Linked DNA regions of Mus musculus: all the other regions are linked to region 2. The links are chromatin contacts, called in public promoter capture Hi-C maps. All regions are on one chromosome and are shown on one strand. Each heading gives the region's core, a stretch centred on a gene start, on an enhancer-like site or on the middle of the called end of the contact. The rest is flanking DNA. Distances are from core to core; before and after follow the strand shown. Region 1 holds the start of Cyren (cell cycle regulator of NHEJ). Region 2 holds the start of Akr1b8 (aldo-keto reductase family 1, member B8). Region 3 holds the start of Fam180a (family with sequence similarity 180, member A).

Region 1 (2,700 bases), core at 76-2,575, 520 kb before region 2:
GGGCCTTAGTAGGGCTCTGTCCTTTGCTGTCCTTGAGTGAAGGTGTTGTGGGGCACAACCAAGAAGGCAGGTCACACTGCAAACCTTGAGTCACTCTTCTGGGGGCTGAGAACCTCGCCTGGCAGGTGCAAGTCTGCATTTCCCTCCCTGTGCCCTGGGGCCCTGTCTCTGCTGAGCCCCAAACCCATGCCCAGGAGCTCGGTGTGGGGTCTGGAAGTACAGTCACGATTACAGTGCCTGCTGACTAAATGAAGCTGACGGACACTTGTTACTATAGCCAATAAATTTATCTGCCAATTTAAAAATAATAAAACCCATGTGGACTCCAGCACAGGCAAGTCTCCTAGCTTGGTCTTTCCCTCCTGCTGCTGGGGTCTTTGCTGACAACAGGCTCTGTATGCAGCCACACAGGTCTTTAGCCTTATTTGCTGGGTGGCCATGGAGAAGTTTTAAGAGATGTGCAGGGTCGGGAGAGTTATTAAGAATCAAAGGAATCCAAGAATGGAAGGATGCCCTCTCACCCAGCATTAGGCTTGCTTGGCTCACATCAGATGAGGTAGAGGGCCCGCCCTATTTACAGTCAATGAATGCTACTTTCTTGACAGCTAGGGGCTGCCCTCCCAGAAAGGTGGCAGCCTGGCCTGGTTCAAGAGCAGCTAAAATGACTCTAGGGGTCATCTGTGGGATTGGAAGCCATTGGTTTATCCCATTAAGAGTTGGGGCCTTTAATTTCCTGGTCCGAGCTATCAGTTTAGGATTGAGGATTAGCATTAGGGAAAGGCTATGGAGAAACCGTGCTCAATAGGGGAGCTGTGGGTGCCCCAGTCCAGAGTGCGGTGTTGACCTGCTGTTGTAAATCGAACTTGGTCACTCTTGATTTCTCCGTTTGGGGGCAGACAGAATCAGATCTGAGGTTTCCTTTGCTCCAGCGCTCCAGAGAAGAACCTCCCCTGTGAGGGCCTCCTACTGTGTTTTTTTCAGTCGTCTTCCTTGGCTTTTTCCCCAACCACCCAGGTTGCCTTAAAATCATGCATGCGTTTAGCTGAAAGATTCCGGACACCTGGGAGCTAGCTTGGCGCCTCCTCCACTTCTGCAGAGGGAACCTTTCTTTGCTTCCCCTAGTTACTGACTCTGGCCGCTAAGAACCAACGGCTGCGCCTCCGTCACAACAGCTGACAGAAACAGGAGCCTGCGGATGTGACCCGCGGTCTGCAGGGGGCACCCGGGGCCCTAGCGGCCAGCCAGCGCCCGGGTCCGGAGCGCGCACGCCGGGAGCGCGCAGGAGCCGGAAGGGGCGGGCGGTGGGATGCGTGCGCGTCTCGCAGTTCTGAATCCCCGGAACCCACGGGAAGGACCGCAGCGCTGCCCTCCCCTCTTGCCCACGGTTCCATCCTGTCCCCAGGCCCCCGGCTCTGCGCCCTCTGCGGTAGGGAGGGAGTGGCGCGGCCAGCTCCGCGCTAGTGCAGCGACGTCCCGCGTGTGCCTTCTGGGTGAGATTTTCCAGGGACCCAACGGGCCCGACCCGATCAGCGCTGAGCTCCAGAAACCTTGCGGCGGGCAGGACCTGGCTGCTGGCTCGATGGTCGATATCCAGCTTTCTACGACTTTGTGCACGCTAATTCTTAACCACGTCTGTTTCTCGTCTATAAAATGGACATGATACACATGTACTGCCGGGTCTGACTCATTTCTGTACACTGTCACTCACTGGATGGTATTCCTCTTAATCGACTTCTGTTCTGTGGCTGGACAAGTTGTTTGGTTTAAATGAAGTTATAAACAGTCATTCTGGATGAGCCAAAATTGTCTACTGGTGTATGTTGGGGGCAGGGGGAGCACTGCCCATTGAAATGTGTGAATTAGAAAGCCTGGGGGATTTAGTAATTGATATGTTTTGTAAAATGTGGTATGGGAGGGAGGGAGGGGGTGCCTTAAGCGGGCCCAAGCTGAACCCCCTCCTACTCCCAGGTATCAGCCATATGATGGGTCTAGTATAAAAAGAAGTTTATTTGGGGACATGAGAAGGGGGGTTGAGAAGGGAGTAGAGGCAGAGAAAGAGGGGACAGAGAGGGACAGAAAGAGAGAGAGGGACAGAAAGAGAGAAAGGGAACAAAGAAGAGGGAACATGTGGAGAGAGAAGTGGGGAGGGGGGTTCAGAGAGCATGAGAGAGGCCAGATAGTCCTTTTATAGCAAGCCAGGTTTGTACCTGGCTGTTGCTAGGTAGTTGAGTGGAGCCTAGAAGGAACGTTAGCATGCTAACAGTAACCAAATCACAGTAGAGGTGAGAAGTTTGTGACATAGATGGAGATGGACGATTGGGCCAGAATCCCCTTTCTTCCTTCCTTTGGGCTGTAGAAATGACAGGAAAGCATTTCTTGTTGCTGCAACTGCCTGTGTGGGGCACAGAGCAGGGGAGGGGCTACAGATATCTGTCTGCAGGCCCCATGTCCTATCTGCTGCTAGTCCTCCATGTGACACAGTGTACATGGCTTGGCCTTCTGGGCTCTGCTCACCTCTGGGTCACCTCAGGTCTGCCCTACACTGACTAGTAATTACTGCTGGTAAGTTGGAAGAGCGTTGACTTACTAGAATCTACTGACTTGGTTCCTCCTTGTAGGCATTGAAGATCGGCACCCACTGGGGTCAGATGAGCCTGGTGTGACAAGAGAGTGTGAGTTTTGGTCCTGTTCTAGAGAAGC
Region 2 (2,700 bases), core at 113-2,612:
TAAGAGCAGACTCTCCCTCTATGATACCACCTCCTTATCTTGACAACAACTCCCTTGTCAAGCGCTCGGTCTAATCTTTGGATTTCTGTGGGTTACTTCTGGTCAGAGTGCTTGACAGCTTGGTAGAAAGTGAAATGTCTAATTTGGAGCAAATTCGAGGTTTTAAACCCAGTGCTGAATCAAAGAGAGGCCCCACCTCTGTCCCATGATCAGAAGAAAAAGACAGTGCAAAGATCGAGAGACAGAGGCTAAGCGAGAGACAGAGGCTAAGCCACCAGGACAAGAGACTCGGACTCCAAAAACAACTCCTCCTGGAGGTGGCTCACACCTGTGATAACCTCTAGAAGCTGAGGCCGGAGGATTGCAAGTTCAAGGCCAACCCAAGCTATAGAATAAGTTCTAGGGCAGCCTAAACTGAAGTGTAACTCCCAGTCGCCAGAAATCAAATAGAGACAGCTCCTGGAAACTAGCTGACCACTGTCCTGTTATCACGAAAGGAAATAAACCCAAGGACAAAGTTAGGAGATGGAACAATGTCAGACTTGTCTCAACAGAAGTGGGAAGGGCCTTGGAGCATTCTTCCAGGAGAGCACACTGCCAGGCAGGATCTGAGCTCAGGCTCTGTCATCTTCCTGCTTAGTTTGATGTGCTCAGAAAATGGTGTAGTGTCTTGGTAAGGTGCAGGTGCCAGTAGCCTGTGCTAGGGTCTGAGACTCCACCTTTCCCCCAGGCTTCCAGGCCACAAGCTGCAGAGTCTTTCCCCCACCAAACAGAGCTAGGTCATTTGGAGCTTTTGGTGTCCTGCCACTGAATAACTCAGCCCTGGCTGTCCTGGAACTCACTCTGTAGACCAGGCTGGCCTCTGGCCTCAAATTCAGAAATTCGCCAGCCTCTACCTCCCAACTTCTGGGATTAAAGGCATGCACCACCACTGCCCTGCTTCAAACCAGCCAAAACTTATAAAACTTTAAGTGTCTCATGAGTTCAGAAGAAAGCTTGTTAAGAGGGTAACTGGCAAGTTCGGGAAAACTTGAAACCTGACACTTCACAGGGATATCTCTGCTGGAAAAAGTCTGTCAGAGCTTTGAGGTCTGAAACAGCACAAAAGGCAAAACCAACTTGTGTTCTGTCTCTAGGGTTCCAAACTCCCAGTAGATGTCATAAAAAGAAGAGGAAATGCCAAGACCAGGTGCCCAAGACTGCGCACTCACCTTCCAGGTGCCCAGGCCCACAATGGGCATCTTGGCTTTGGTACTGAGTTCCACGAACGTGGCCATGGTTGCTGCCAAAATCTTGCTGAGAGCAGATGTCTGTGTCCTTGTTAATGAGACAGATGGAGGCTTTAACGTCCTGGATGAAGAGGCCGGCTCTTACTGCAAGCGCCACGCCCAGACCCCTCCCGCCCCCGCCCCCCCTCCCGCAATGAACCGGAAGTTCATCCCAGTCTTTTGTAAGCTTTTAAGAGTGTGAGTAAAGATTAGTCATAAACCAGAGGGAAATCTCCCTGATGCAGAATATAAATTACTTTGTAGAGCTACTTAGAGGTGTATGAGCCTTAGGCGCATGGGGTGAAAGATCCTTCGAGCTATATTGCTAGCTATGTTTGGGTTTCCACAGTGTGTGGAGAATATGTATGGGTTTCCACAGTGTGTGGAGAACGGTGGAGCCTGTAGGTATTCCATGAGGTTGAGGCAAGTAAAAGTTTTCAGAGGCAAAATGGGAGGCTGCATAAATTATTTTGAGCTAACTGTTGCTGATCACAAAAGATCAATGACAGGGGCGCTTGCAGAGGAGGGGGGAGGGGAGAGAGGGGAGGGAACGGGAGAGGAGAGAGTGTTTTCTGACCCTCTTTTTGTTTGTTTGTTTGTTTAAGTTTTACTCATCTAATTGATGGAAGATTGTGAAAAGCAAATTTCCCCTGTTAACCACTAAGACCTTTCTTTGATAATATTCTTTCTCTCTCCCTCTCCCTCTCTCTCTCTCTATCCCCCCTCTCTCTGAATTTGAAATTTGACAAGTTGTCTAACTGTATAATTATAGTGAGCTTTTACATTTTTTTTGCTTACATTTAAAAACCAGACTTTTGTGATTATATTCTGTTTCACTAAGGACAGCATGAAAAAGAAAGATGCGAGCATAAACATCCTTTTCTGTCACTCGGATGCCATTGCCCGGTGCAGTTTCCTGGGCTCTTCTCAGCCTGTGTCAGCTTCTATGCACCGCACCACATTTTCCAAAGCTGACACCACAAGGCTAGCTTTTCTACACGTTTATAGTGAGTCATTTCAAAATTGCCTTTATGTTAAACATTTTAACGTTGCATTCTATTTTATGGTAATTTATTCTACCATTTCCACTATTCTTAGGTCTCTTGCTGATTTCCAGCTGGTTTCTATTGTGTATAAATAATATTTCAAGAAATATCATTGCAGTGAAGCATTGGGCCTCATTCCCTGGGGATAGATCTTTAGAAGTAGGAATATAGACTCAAATGAAGTTTATTTCAGTTTATCACACAAGGTATAGGTCAAAATTGATTTTTTTTCAAAATGGCAATTTTCAGTCATTTATAGAATAATACATTCTCACCTCCATGTTTATAGTTTTTCAAGAATCATATGTAAATGTTCTTGACTTTTACTTTATTGATATTATAAAACTAATGCATGTCCTCTAGAAAGAAAAACCAGAAAAATCAGA
Region 3 (2,700 bases), core at 194-2,693, 970 kb before region 2:
CTGGTAGTCCACTTATCCTGACCACTGTCTCCACAGGCTAGAAAGCCGTAACAGTAAGAGATTCTTCAAAGTTCTCCAAGCTTTCATAGTCTCCTCTAGAGGTAAGGGAAGGGGGCACATAATTAGAGACATAGCATGCCTACAACTGTGCTTCTATGTGTGTATGCCTGTACATGTCTGGGGAGCGAGTGAGCATTGCCTGTGCATGCATGTGAGAGCGATGTCAGGTGTCTTCCTTAATCCTGCTCCACCGTACAAACCTGAAATTTAACCAATTCATGTAGCGAGTCCGGTCGGCAGGCCTGGGGATCCTCCTGTCTCTGCCTCCCCAGCTGAGGACTGAGATTACAAACAGATGCTGCTGTGCTGGTTACTTCCTGAGTACTGGGGATCACGCTCACACAGCAAGCTCTTTAACAACTGAGCCGTCTCCCAGTACTTTTTAAATGATGATGGGAAAATACTGCCATTCTGCTAGACATAAAAGGATTTGGTCGCTGATCTGGGCACAGTACAGAGAGGTTCAGTGGCCCCAAGGGTCAGGTTGCAAGCTGCTTGGTCCCCAGTATAATAGGGTGAAAAAGTATATAGAACCCTCTCGATAGAGAGCAGGGCTTGGTGCAAAGTAACTAGCTCATTGGGGCATTGTCCCTGGAAGGGGTTAATGTAGTTCTTTGGGGACCCTGGTTAGTTACCTTGAAAGGTTTTTGCAAACAGAGAAAACCTGACCCCCGAAGGCTTCCTAGATCAGCATGAAATCTCTTCCCTGCAAACATTCCCACTGAGGTGTCTTCTGCCATCAGATCTTAGTCAGAACTGTGCAAGAAGCCAGTGTCATGCTCTTGACCCTCAAGAAGAATATGCTAATTAGACCTCTTCTCTTTAAAAACTCTGTGGAAAGCACCCAATGGATCATGGATGTGAACAGGAGCTCAGCTTCCCAGCCTCCTGCATAGACTCACAAGGTTCCCAAAAGCAATACCTATTCTCCAAGGCCACCTGCCCACTCTGCTCCTCACAACCTACCAATGCCCCACCTACCCAGAAGCTAGGAAAGGCGCCAGACCCCAAGACCCACAAGTCTAGCTCCAGGGAACGATAGCAGGAACACCCCACCCTAGTACCACAATGACTGTGCTGTCCTACAGGCAACTCTGAGCTCCACCAGCCCCACCGTCTGCCAGGCAACCTCCCAGCTCTTCCTCCAGCCCGCAGTCCTGGCTCTGAAGTAGTATGTGTGGACAGGGAAAACAGCCAACTTCTCGCCGGGCTCTCTAACAAGTTCCGCGGGTCTGTTTGTTAAAGAAAAATTCCAGTGGGCGCATCCAACACATGGAACTCAAGTACAGAAATTATATTTATCCAGCCCACTGCCAAAGAGATCACATGCCCCGTGAGTCACTCCAGATGTGCTCAAAAACAGAGCCTCTGTGTGGAAGCCTGGTCCCCTAATCCCAGAGAGAGTTAGGTTAAGAGAGGTACCAACTTCTGTCCCACCCAAGAGGCTGCATCCGCCTCCATCCTGTGGAGCCAGGGAGAGGCCCTTGCTTTCCTTATAGACAAGAAAGGGCAGTAAGAACTCTGTCCTCTCGCTGAGAAGAGCAGGGGTCCACCTGCAGCCCCTGGGGTCCCGCAGGAATAGAAGGTCAGCTTGTCTCCCTCCTGGAAGATGTCCTGGAAGGCGCTGACGATTCTGCTGGTATTCTCCAGCACCCAGGCCACTGCGTCCTGCAGGTGGAGCAGGGGTGAGTTGTTTTGAATTCTTGTGTTTCTCTGGTGCTCATTCATCTTTCTTGAATAGAATTGTGGCAGTGGAGTAGAGTTAGAGGGAGGAAGGAATTAAAAGCCCCGTGCCTGCTTCATACGCCAACTTTGCCAGTGCTCTATGGTCCCTCTTGGTAAAAGGTGATAGGAAATACCCGGTGGAAGAGCATCGAAGCAGCCAATTTGGGAGCCCGATGGAGGTTGAGAAGCCATCGGGTTGCTCCTGCTGGTGAGCCAGAAAGAACTCTTGGGTGTTTCGGAGGATGGGTAAGGGTTCTCTGCAGATCCCTGCCTGCTGCTGCTGGGACAGACCCCCCGAGAGAAGGTATCAAACTCAGCTGCCTGTGTGATGGAATGGTGGCCACTGGGACTAACGCAGAGAGTTCTTGGCCACACTGGCTAAGAATGAGGTCTCCAGGATGCTATGGGTGTGCATTTTGGCAGCCAGGTAGAGCTGTGTGGTGGTGAGTGAGAGGGGAAAAAAAAAAGAACATTTAGGGCATCCACCCAGTGTGCTTGGCCCCTGTCATTCACATCAAGCCTCCATGGAAAGAAACCGGTGTGTGCAAAAGCTTTACTCTCATGCTGATTGATATCTTCTCTCTCAGATGCCGCTTCTGAGAACAAAGGTGGCATCTTTACTCTGGTCTGGCTGCACTTGGCAGTCACCGGGGACATATCAGGCCAGCTAGTTTATTACTATCAGGAAATGAAGAGCTGGGGGGTGTTATCCACTCCATGCCAGTCTGAGGAGAAATCTTCCCGCTGCCTACATTCAAATGAGTTCACGTCCCCAGAAAGACCTAGAAATCCAGCGTTCCCTCAAGTCAATCCAGACGCTCTTTATAGAGACCCCTAAGGGCATGAGGATTGGTATGGGGACATGAATGAACCCCTCCTTCTCAGGGACTATGTCAGGGAGGGAAAGGGAGGCCT

What was found. Capture Hi-C pulls out chosen DNA fragments and counts their contacts.
Region 1: a promoter capture Hi-C map of liver shows a contact between it and region 2. The contact joins the promoter of Cyren here to the promoter of Akr1b8 in region 2. A contact is called at or near these places in 10 of 39 promoter capture datasets (the 3T3-L1 cell line, 3T3-L1-derived adipocytes, embryonic stem cells and 3 more), 4 of 115 datasets of contacts at active chromatin or transcription factors (embryonic stem cells, extraembryonic endoderm stem cells and pancreatic cancer cells) and 3 of 9 other capture datasets (embryonic stem cells, liver and macrophages).
Region 3: a contact with region 2 is called in a promoter capture Hi-C map of adipose tissue. The contact joins the promoter of Fam180a here to the promoter of Akr1b8 in region 2. A contact is called at or near these places in 1 of 39 promoter capture datasets (pre-B cells), 1 of 115 datasets of contacts at active chromatin or transcription factors (pancreatic cancer cells) and 2 of 9 other capture datasets (adipose tissue and liver).

What each region holds. Positions count from the first base shown.
Region 1 is chr6:34,876,690-34,879,389 of GRCm38.p6, reverse strand. Cyren (cell cycle regulator of NHEJ) reads left to right here and starts at 1,325. Exons shown (of 4, transcript NM_001135611.1): 1 at 1,325-1,490; 2 at 2,619-2,700.
Region 2 is chr6:34,352,808-34,355,507 of GRCm38.p6, reverse strand. Akr1b8 (aldo-keto reductase family 1, member B8) reads right to left here and starts at 1,362. Exons shown (of 10, transcript NM_008012.2): 1 at 1,212-1,362. The coding sequence starts at 1,277.
Region 3 is chr6:35,324,884-35,327,583 of GRCm38.p6, reverse strand. It overlaps Fam180a (family with sequence similarity 180, member A), which reads left to right and starts at 1,443. Exons shown (of 3, transcript NM_173375.2): 1 at 1,443-1,745. The coding sequence starts at 1,670.